Linked DNA regions of Sus scrofa: region 2 is linked to region 1. A link is a contact called in public Hi-C data. All regions are on one chromosome and are shown on one strand. The core of a region is the stretch at or near the end of the contact, and the rest is flanking DNA. Distances in the headings are between cores, read along the strand shown. Region 1 has its middle 23 kb from the start of SLC9A8. Region 2 overlaps B4GALT5 (beta-1,4-galactosyltransferase 5).

Region 1 (6,103 bases), core at 3,315-5,814:
AATTGCAAATATGTAGTAAATGATACATGTTAAGAGTTTAGAAAACTCTAGCACTGAGTAATATTAACAGTTACTATTATGTCACTGCCCTGCTTGTAAGTCTTGAGTGGTTCACCAGTGCCCATAGGAGACAGGGTGAACTCCTCAACATGGACTACAAGGTCACGGTCTGTCCCCATCCCACCCTGCTCTCTCATTCCCCTGTTTCTCCTTTTTCTTTCTTCTCCAGTCAGCTGGCCTTCTCCCAGTTCCTCCCATACTCCAGGCCTTCTCTGCCACCGGGCCTTTGCACATATTTTCCCTTGCCTGAAATGCGGTTTCCTCCTGCTCTTTTACTTGATTAGCTTCTGAACACCTTCGCAATCATGTACAATGACACATCTTTCAGGAGGCCCTGTTGGAACGGGTTAGGCTTCCTGGTCTAGGTTCTGATAACTTTTACAAATTTCCCTTAAGTAATGCTTATCCCTCCTGGAATCAAGTCTTTAGTGATCTCCTCAACAGTGAGTTCTTGGAAAGCAGGGTGCTTTTCTGACTTCATCACTGTTGTGGGCCTGTGGCCGGCATCACGGACTGGGCTCACTCAGCACTGGTCCCAGTCCCCTTCTAATGTGGCTTCGTGTTCTAAAACAGCTAGAATGTGCAAAACGACATCGTTGCCCAGACTTCCTTGAAGCAGGAGTGACTCACGTAGCCCAGGATCCCCTGGTGAGCTTTAGAGGCAAAAACAAACTCAAATAGTGAGCTATCAAATGGTGGAATCTTCTGGCAAGCACAGTGGTAGAGATATCTGGTTCTTCTAGGGGAACAGCAGCAGAGGTGTAGCTGCCAGTCCCCTAGCTCCCTTTGTCCCAAGCAGAGGGGGCAGTGGCCGCCGTGATGTTTCTGTTGGGACAGTTCAGCAGTGAAGTTGGGATTTCTCCTGGCTTTGATGCTTCTGGCCACACGGGGCTTGTTTAGCATCTGCGGTAGGAACACCTTTAATAAATCCCTTGTGGCTTAAGCTGCCTCTAGTTGATTCTATCGTGTGCAATTTTGAATGCCTTGCCCAAGCACTCAGTAAATGTTGGTTGAATGAATGAATAAATAAATGAACGGTTGAGTGATAACCTCTTAGGAACCTCCCTTTCCCACTGCTTTTATCCCCAAGTGGTAACGTCAAAAGCCCAAGGCAGTTACCTTTCTTTCAAAAGTCAGGGACAGGAGAATGACGCGGAATCTCTTATCACTGGCAGGCCTTGTAGATGAAAGAGAATCCTAGGAAGGAACTGGGGCTGTCCCTAGGGCCCGCTGGGAAGCTGGCTGGAGCCTTGGACGGACTGGGCTTGGGGAAGGCTGACATGTGAGAAAGAGGGTGGAGGCGGGGTGGGTCACTGAGCTGTCCCAGGGCCATGGGGGGGGGGTCTCTTAGGGGGCCCACAACAGGCCAGTGCGCATACTGCTTTTCAGCTGCAAAGCGTGTTAGAAAAATAAGTTATGAGGCAGGTCTGTTCTAAGAAGGCTTGAACTCTGTTATCAGCCAGAGCCCTTTTGGCTGTGAGTGACAGAAAACCAATCTGAGGAGACGCTTCAATGAGGGTCCTGCAGACGTAGATCTGAGACAAGGATTTGTGCGCAAGTAGTTTGTTTGGGAGCTGACTCTCCGAAGCACTGACAGGGGAGGTGGCAAGTTCGACAAGGAAGGGAAAGAAGCCAATAGAAAGTGAGTTACTGAGCAGGTATTCACTCTGGGCACCTGAGGCTCAAGCCCACTGTGGGTCTCCTGGAGATAAGGTGGGACACACGTCACATCTGTCCCCTCAGGGGCAAGGGAGTCCGAATATTTGTCCACAAACTCCTGTCGGTCACTGGGGAGGGTACCCCGCCCCAGGCATTCTCAGTTGGTCTGTACTCAGGGCACGGGAGGGACAAGCCCTCAGACAGGAAGCACAGGGCTGGGAATTGGAAGCCATCAGGTCACCAAGCGTCAACATGATGATTGCGCAGGGGGTACGGGCAGAGGATCAGCATCATCTGCTGCAGTGACTTAGGCCAGAAAAACCAAAACATATTGGCTCACAGAGAATAACAGGTGCAGGGATGTGCTGGCATCCACGTACAGCTAAATTCAGGGGCTCGTAAATTATCAGACCTCAGTCTCTCTCTAATGCTCTCAGTAGTGGCTGCCTTTAAGCTTCAGGCTTTCAGATGGGTCTAGCACAGCGGGAAGGAAATAATTCTTTGCCAATGATGCCACCAGAAACGCAAGGGTTGACTCATTGGTCCACTTGGGGCACATGCCCATCCCTGAGCCAGTCTCTCTGGGCAGAGGGATGAGGTGTTGATTGGCTGCTGTAGGGCATTTGGTCTCAGGAGCCAAGGACAGAATTAGTTCCATGTGCCTTATGTAGACAGGGAGTAAAGAAGGAGCTTGGGGAAATCGGGATGCTATTACAAGGGGATGGGGAATTGGGTCCTGAGTAGGTAAAGCCAAGAGGACATTTGTAACTCCCCCCTGTAGATGAGAAAGAGCACACCAGATGAGGTAAGGGACTTGCCCAACCTTATTCAGTTAAGACAGCAGCAGACTAACTTCCTATCTTATCCCAGCATCTTTCCTCCAGAGGCTGGTGGCCTCTCTCTCTCAATAAACAGGGTTGGTTTATCCAATGCACACTCATTAGAGTTCTCCTGCTCTAGCTTCTTTCCTCGCTCCATCACCTGTGTGACTCTAATACATGTCCTCCTGCGTTTGTTAAATACATGTCTGAACCCCCATTTCCCAGGCAGAGAAACTGAGAGTTTAAAATTTTAGGGGTTGGGAAGCTCTTTCTGTAAAGGGTGAAATAGTAAATATTTTAGACTTTGCAGGCCACCTAAGGTCTCTGTTGCCTGTTCCTCTCGTTGTCCTCCTCCTTGCTTCAGCCCTTTAAAAATGTTAAAACCGTTTTCAGCTGCAAGGGCCATCAGGCCACAGTGTGCCAATCCTGGTAGAATGGAAGAACAGAAGATTTGCTGTCCCAGGGGGTGGACTCTGGTGCTGATCTAGAGCAGATCCCTTTGTCCCTGAGCCTCAGTCCCTCAACCATAAAGGAGAGACCCGCCCCCCCCCCCCCCGTCTTGAGGCTGATTGGAGAAATAAAGATTATGAATAATAAAGTGCTGTATATGAGAGTACAAACTAGAGACCCAAAGTAACCTTGGCTTACTAAGGGAAAAATTGTTTTTGTAATTGAAATAAAATATACATAAAAAGGACCCAGAAGTGGGTCCAGGGGGTATATAGGAGGGGAGCTTCCCATTGGCTGTAACTTAGTCACATTTTTCCACCTCGCTTCAAAGAAGCCTGGGATATGTGGTAAAGCTGTGGGAAGCTGTGGGTCCAGCTAAAAATCAGGCATTCTCTCACTAGGAAAGAGGAGGCAGGAACAGATATTAGAGGGATTATTCATAATCTTTGCCCAAAGCATCTGCTTCAGAGAGGTTCTACAAAAGATAACTGCTATTGTTGTCTCTTCTTTGAAAAAACCAGTAGGTATATTTGAAAGATGCACGTAAATACTGGATGTGGATATCACCCTGCATTGAACTTTGGAATCAGTGCAATAGGGCTTAAGTCTCTATTTTCATGCCTTTCTAGGCTGTGTGACCCTGAATAAGTTACTTAACCTCTCTGAATCCTGCTTTCATCATCTGTCAAGCAGGGATAAAGACATATGACTCATGCAGGGGCTGGGAAAATCAATGAACATAAAGCTCAAGCACAATGTCCAGCCCAAAGGGGGTTCTCAATAAATGGTCATTTTATTGATAAGACATGTGTATGATAGATAAGAACATGAGCTCATAGATCAGACAGACCTGGGTTCAAACGCAGACTCTTAATTCCTAGGTGGGCAAACTATTTAACCTCTCTGTGCCTCATTCACCTCATCTGTGAAATGGGAGCAATAACAATTCCAGCCTCCTGGATGGGCTTCAGGCTCCAAGGAATTGCTGACATATTGAAACCAGCAGCAAGGTGAGTTATTACTAGGTTCACTTTCCTATTTAGAGTTTGTGGAAGAAGAGGCAAGTTTCAAAAGCCTGTTCCTGCAAACATAATCTGCAAAGAAGTCATAACGTGAAATAATTAATGCTGTATTATGCCAGCAATAAAGTTCGACAACAGGCAAAAATAATCATTAGGGTTGGAAATCAGGGTGATAGTTACCATGCTGGTGGCAACAGAGACTGGAGGGGGCTTCTAGGGGCCTGGAAGTGTTCCTTGATCTGGGGGCTGGTTATCCTAGTGTGGTGCCTTTGTGAAATTTTATTGAGTTGTCACTTGTGTGTGTGCTTTTCTATATGTATGTTACACTTCAATGAAAAGTTTCCTCCGAAAAATATTTGTGGTCTTTTAGAAGACAGCAGCGGCTGCGGGGGGCAAGAGGCACAGGTGGAGGCATCCTTCCTGGCCAGTCACCACAGTTTCTGTTTCGGCTCGAGTTACTGGCATCAGCTTCCCCTCTAAATGCTCAACTTGGCCTCTACCCCTGGAGCCTCTGGCCACAAAGTTCCCCTTCCCCTGTGATGTGGCCTGATTACCACATCCGGGTCAGTCTGGTGCCAGCCAGCCTGACTGCCCATGTTATCAGCTCTTGGACTGTGGGAGAGACTTGTTTGGACAGGGAAATGTCAATAAGTTACCAGGAATGGTGGCCTTATTGCATTGATCATACAAGTGGCATTGGAGGTGCTCGTTCTTTATTTCATTAATCCAAACACTTGGGGGGGGGCACCCACTATGTATGTAGTTCTAGACAAGGTTTGTGGTTGGTACAAAGATGTTTCATTCTTGCATGCAATAAATATTTATTGAGCACCTACCAGGTACTGTGCTAGGTACTAGGGATGCCCCTGTGTGGAAAACAGACATGATCCCTGCCTTCCTGGAGCTGACTTAATAGTGGCAGGAGATAGACAACCAATAAATTAATATACAGCATGTTAGATGGTGATGAACGAAAAATTACGCAGAGATGCTGAGCCATGGCTAATGACTGGATGTGAGGGGTGAGAGATAGAAAGGAATCCAAGATGGTGCTCAGGATTTTGGCTCGAGCAAATAGAAGGCTGAAGGAGACATTAACTAAGATGGTAAGAAGACAGAGCACCTTGGGTGGGGAGAAAGTTCGGAGCTGGATTTTGGGCATGTTCATTTTGAGATGGCTGTTAGATCTCTAAGTGGAGATGGGGAAGAGGCAGATGAAGATCTGATCCTGAAGTTCAGGACAGAGGTCTTGGGCCAAAGACATCCATTCAAGGATGTTAGTGCTTAGACGGTATCTCAAGGCAGGAGACTAGATGGGACAAGGTTTCTGAGGACTGAGCTGTGGGGCACATGCAACACAATCAAGGTCAGAGAGACAGGAGAAAACCAGCATAGGAGGCTGAGCAGGAGCAACCATCATTAAAATAAAAATGACTCCTCATTATTAAAATAATAGCCACTTGGAATTCCCGTCGTGGCACAGTGGTTAAGGAATCCGACTAGGAGCCGTGAGGTTGTGGGTTCAACCCCTGGCTTTGCTCAGTGGGTTAAGGATCTGGCGTTGCCATGAGCTGTGGTGTAGGTCACAGACGCGGCTCAGATCCTGCATTGCTGGGGCTGTGGCGTAGGCCGGTGGCTACAGCTCTGATTAGACCCCTAGCCTGGGAACTTCCATGTGCCGCGGGAAGCGGCCCTAGAAAAGACAAAAATAAATAAATAAAATAAAATAATAGCCACCCTTGGAAAAGATTGTGTCAAGGTGGAATGCAATCCAACACACATTTTTACAAAAACAAACAAACAAAACCCCCCAAAATCCCAGGTGCAGCTCTGCATCTACTTATGTTAGTAAAAATATATGTTTTAAAATCATCATAAATTGATTCAGGCAAAAATCATTAACGAATGCTAATCTGAAGAAATTTATGAGGAACAAACGATTCCATTGTCTTCACATGGCCCCTAGTAGATTACTTATAAGTTTCGAGGAGAACTGGTATACCTTCACCAGGAAATCAAAATCTCCATCACCAAGGAGAGGCGGATGACATCACGGCTGTCCAAACGTGATGCCCTGAGAAAGATGCAACA
Region 2 (5,282 bases), core at 470-2,969, 110 kb after region 1:
ATCATTATACCTTTTCTGTGCTCTGGGGCTTCTTGGACAGTTGTCTTCTTGACCTGACTCAGATGATGAGTGTTCTGAGTTTGGACATGACTAGTCAGGGTCACTGATCAGTCAGTTGGGCGTTGTGTCTCTACCCACCTTGGGAGCACACAGAGAATGCACACAGAGGAAGCTTGACCCCTTTTCTCCTTCCTTCTTGAGAAGTTCAACTGCTGTTGTACTTAGCCTTAATTTCTTTCTACACCCTGGGCAGAAAGCAGAACTCTGAAGTCTTAATGTCTTGATTTGCCGTTTTCCCCAGTAGTCTTGATGAGCTGAAGTGCACTGAGTGGAAAGCAGAGGAAAGGATCCCCAGCCCTTTTGGAAACACAACCTGCTGAAAAAGCACTGAACCGCTGCAGAGATTAAAACCCCGAACGTAGGAACAAGAATCTACTGTTTTCAGGCCTCTTAATTATCATTTTCCTCCCCCTTTCTGTGCAGAGGGCCCAATAGACATAAACATGAGTGAAATTGGAATGGATACCATCCATGAACTCTTCTCTAAAGACCCAGCCATCAAGCTTGGAGGTCACTGGAAGCCATCGGATTGCGTGCCTCGGTGGAAGGTAGGGGTGAGGTCAGACCGCAGGTACTGGGAAGCCTACCTGGGACTTGGTGTCTTTGGAATCCCCAAGGGTTTCACACTGACATTTTGTAATTTGCACCGTCCTTGCTACTTAATGCAAAATTGTTGCATCTGTCGGGAACATATTGGAGGAATGGGTTTCCCTAAGGGCTCTTGTGTAGCCACAGAAAGTCTTTGTTCTGGTGACCCAGCCGGACCCTTATCTTCCTCACAGAGATATTGGCTGAGTGGGGGAGTTGGCAGTGGTAGGTCTCCTATGAGGCAATTGCAGAAGCTGCCCCACAAATTCGGTACTTCATGCCTTATTTGGCAATCCTGCTGTGAGTTTAGTGGAATAAAAAGCCGAGTTGTCCAGCCCGACACTGAGAACTGTTTAGTTTCGCCCTGTGTGACTGTCGTCAGGAGACGTCAGGAGTGTGGCTCGATCAAGCCTGTGACACCAGCCGAAGTCCCTTCTTTTCAGCGAGTCTTTATTGAAGTACTTGGTCTGTGCCAGCCCTGTGAGAAGTTGTGGTGCAGCAATGATCAAAGCATGTCTGGGACAGGTCGGTGTTTCCAGCCCATCACCAGAATGTAAAATCAATTTAATGACCAGCATTTATGTATAAATATACGTCTGTCTGTGGATATGGTATGTATTTGTGTGCTGGGTCACAGTGAGTGTAAATGTGGGTTCTGGTCTCGGATTCATTCACAGCCCCACCGTGTGCATGTTATGGTGCCTGTAAAAGCGAGATTCACTTACTTCCAAGGGTCGACTTGCCAGCACAAGTCTTCATGTAGAGAAGTTAAGGAAAAGGCTGGTCCCCAATTCTGCAGGAGTGCCCTCCTCCCACGGCACTCCGTTGAGGGGACTAACAGGTGTCCTCTTTTGCTGTGACCCACGGCAGGTGGCAATCCTTATCCCCTTCCGGAACCGCCACGAGCACCTCCCGGTCCTGCTCCGACACCTGATTCCCATGCTCCAGCGCCAGCGCCTGCAGTTTGCATTTTATGTGGTGGAGCAAGTGAGTGGTCCTTCCTTCTCTCTTCTTTCTCTTCTGAGACAGCAGTTTAGAGTGCTTCAAGCCAGTCCGTCCTCGGTGTAAAGAGCCAGTAAAACTGAAATCTAATGATTGAGTCACCCAGCGGTAGGAAGGGCGCCAGAGAGCAGTTCTGTGCTCCTGGTTTGAGATGTTGCTCAATACCAGCAGATCTGAGTGCAGGATGGAACTTTGTTTACCCTTGAACAAAGGCCACTTGTGTGCTGGTTTTACTGGAGCTGCTTTGGGTGGTGTCTTTAGGCTCCAGACCCAGGAAATTCCCCTCAAGTTAAGATAAGGAGCCACAGGTAAAAATGGCAGTGTTGTTCTTCCTTCCCTCTGGGGCTGGGTACTCTCCTGAATGCTGTTATGTGGCTGGCTGGCTGCCTTTACACAGCCTTGAGAGAGAGGAGCTTGAGTTTATCCTTATCACTCCTTTTTATTTCTGAGGAAGTTGAGGCCAGAGGTCAAGTGACTGTAAGTCAGTGATGAGAGCGGCTGGACCCACCTCCCTTCTGGCAGAGGTCTCTCAATAAGCTCTCCTTCAGGCGGGGCTGAGGCAGCCAAGATCGCGCTTCAAGAGTCCTTTTAAAAATAAAGTTCTTCTTTTAGGTTGGCACCCAACCCTTTAATCGAGCCATGCTTTTTAATGTGGGTTTTCAAGAAGCAATGAAGGACTTGGACTGGGACTGTCTTGTTTTTCACGATGTGGATCATATACCAGAAAACGATCGTAACTATTATGGATGTGGACAGATGCCAAGGCACTTTGCAACTAAACTGGATAAGTATATGTATCTGTGAGTATCATTTCCTCCTAATTAAAGAGGTTAAATCTAAAACAGTGGTTGAGAGATGCAAAGATGGCAAAATCCAGTTAGCTCCGACCCGAATGTCCGTCAGCTGCAGAAAGGATAGATGAAATGTGGTACATCCATGCGCACAAGGGAATGCTATTTGGCAGTAAAAGGGAAGGCCGCACTGATATATGGGAGGACATGGATGACCCTAGAAAACATTACGCTCCGTGAAAGAAGCTAGACTGAGTACTGTATGGCTCCGTTTTTTGGTTTGTTGTTTTTGCCGCACCTGCCACATGCTGAAGTTCCAGCCAGGGATTGAGATGCCCATGCCACAGCAGTGACCCGAGCTGCTGCAGTGACAATGCCAGATATATGATTCCATTTATGTGAAATGACCAGAATAGGCAGATGAATAGAGACAGAAAAGAGAACAGTGGTTGCATAGGGTTGAGAAGAATGGGGGAAATGAGGAGTCACTGCTAATGGGGGGCCCAAGGCTTCTTTGGGGGAGGGTGATAAAATTAGTTAAACTTAATTATCAGAGTTTCCTGGTAGCCCAGTTAAGGATTCACCGTTGTCACTGCTGTGGCTTGGGTTTGATCCTTGGCCTTATGTATGCTGTCGGTCTGGCCAAAACATAAATGAATAAAAATGAAATGAATTGTGGCCATGGTTGCACAACTTAATGAATATACTAAGAACCATTGGATCATACACTTTAAAAAGGTGAATTATATGGTTTGTCAGTTCTGTCTCAATACAGCTATTATGTAAAATTAATTAGAAAAACGTTCAATTAGCTAGCTTCTCAGGTTGATGCATCTCAGCCCCAGAAAACAATTTCCAGTGCCCCAGGACTGTAGCACAGAGGGTTTTGTTTTACTTAAGACTTAGTTCTTCAGTGAAATGGCCTGTTCTGGGAGGGAAAAGAAATCACTCTTTAAGACACAAATGATTGATGCCATACATCTCTTTTTTAGGCTTCCTTATAATGAGTTCTTTGGCGGAGTGAGCGGCTTAACAGTGGAACAGTTTCGGAAAATCAATGGCTTTCCTAATGCCTTCTGGGGTTGGGGTGGAGAAGATGACGACCTGTGGAACAGGTACCCCCTTCTGCTGTCTTCCAGAGATGCTATCTTAGATTCTCCAGACCAGCACCGTCTAATAAATGCTCTTAGACTCTCCAGACCAGCACCGTCTAATAAATGCTCTTAGACTCTCCAGACCAGTACCGTCTAATAGCAATTATGGTGTATTAAGCCATGTATGTAATTTTCAGTGTTTTTTGCCACATTTTAAAAGGTTAGAAAGGAAAAAGGTGCAATTCATTATTATATTAATAAACAGTTTTAACAGTTGTATTTGTCACAGTATATCCAAAATAATGCCATTTCAACATGTGTTTGTTAGAGATATTTTACATTCATTTTTTTCTTACTAAATCCTTGAAATCTGGTGTGTATTTTACACTCACAGCACATGTCACTCAAGCCTCCCCAAACCAGAGGTCAGATGTTAGTTGTGTGTACACAGATTTATCCCTGCCATCAGATGAGGCTTGTATGACACAAGTTTGTGTGAACAATCCTTTGTGTCGGTGGCTTAAAGTAGTAGTTTTACAGAGTAGGTAAACAAGTAACAAATAACCAAAAGGATTTCTACTCTGTATCTACTTTTTAGCTCAGCTTTTTTTTTAGGAAAAGATGGGTTGGGGTTGTTACCACAAAGTAGTATTTGCTGGTAAAAACCCAGATGATACAAAAATGCATAAACAAAGAGCATAAATCTTAATCCCCCTTCTTATCCTGTTTCCTTCCCAGGGCGCAGCCATTTGAACAAGCTGTTTCTTTCTATATAGTCTATCTGTTCATCCATAACAACTCAGACACATCCCTTCTCCCCTTCCAACCGTATTAATGTAGACAGACCCACTTCATTATTTTATATATATACATTTTTTTCTTTTTTTTTCAGGGCTGCACCCGTGGCATATGGAAGTTCCCAGGCCAGGGGTTGAATTGGAACTGCAGCTGCCGGCCTTCGCCACAGCCACAGCCATAGCCACACCAGATCCTTAACCCACTGAGGCTAGGGATTGAACCCACATTCTCATAATTCTTAATGGGATTCATTTCTGCTGCACCACAACGGGAATTCCTCCACCCCACCCCACCCCACCCCACCCCCGCCCCATTTCATTATTTTTAACAATTGCATGGTATTCCTTTGTGCAGATAACAATTTATTTTAATCCTCTCCTACTGGTGAACATTGTTGTTTAATTTTGAACATCTTTTGTTCCCCTGTGGAAATATTTCTTTAAATTTCCAGTTGCAGAACTGCAGAGTCAAGAAGTAAATGCACTTTTGGAGTTCCTGTCGTGGCTTAGAGGTTAACGAACCCGACTAGGATCCATGAGGATGTGGGTTTGATCCCTGGCCTCCCTCAGTGGGTTAAGATCCAGTGTAGCCGTGAGCTGTGCTGTAGGTCACAAACGTGGCTCTGACCTGGCGTTGCTGTGGCTGTGGTGTAGGCCAGCAGCTGTAGCTCTGATTTGACCCCTAACCCGGGAACCTCCATATGCTGTGGGTATGGCCCTAAAAAGCAAATAAAATGAAATAAAATCAGAAGTAAATGCACTTTAAATTTTGACAATTATTGCTAAATTTTCCTCTGGAAAAGATTTCAAAAAGATTCTGACCAGCAATGCTTTGGTACGCAGGTTTTCTTACACCACTGCCAGCACTGGATATAAACAACCTTCTAAATTTTTGCCATGTTTCAGCTCTTTAGTAGCCACGTGTGGCTTGTGGCTACTATTGGGCAAAG

What was found. A called contact is a pair of places that touch in the nucleus more often than the background predicts.
Region 2: a contact with region 1 is called in a Hi-C map of liver, with 1.7 times the contacts expected there. The contact joins two enhancer-like sites. A contact is called at or near these places in 2 of 47 Hi-C or Micro-C datasets (both in liver) and 2 of 2 datasets of contacts at active chromatin or transcription factors (alveolar macrophages and skeletal muscle).

What each region holds. Positions count from the first base shown.
Region 1 is chr17:51,375,127-51,381,229 of Sscrofa11.1, reverse strand. No RefSeq gene overlaps it. Among named protein-coding and RNA genes, the nearest start is that of SLC9A8, 23 kb to the left of the region's middle. Within about 2 kb of position 4,564, at least 13 of the 83 cell types and tissues checked have an H3K27ac peak or open chromatin away from gene starts, as enhancers often do. A contact at or near this core is called in alveolar macrophages and liver, where this site is marked.
Region 2 is chr17:51,263,483-51,268,764 of Sscrofa11.1, reverse strand. B4GALT5 (beta-1,4-galactosyltransferase 5) reads left to right here. Exons shown (of 9, transcript XR_002340099.1): 4 at 484-1,173; 5 at 1,519-1,635; 6 at 2,263-2,450; 7 at 3,434-3,556. Among named protein-coding and RNA genes, the nearest start is that of PTGIS, 66 kb to the right of the region's middle. Within about 2 kb of position 1,719, at least 24 of the 83 cell types and tissues checked have an H3K27ac peak or open chromatin away from gene starts, as enhancers often do. A contact at or near this core is called in alveolar macrophages and liver, where this site is marked.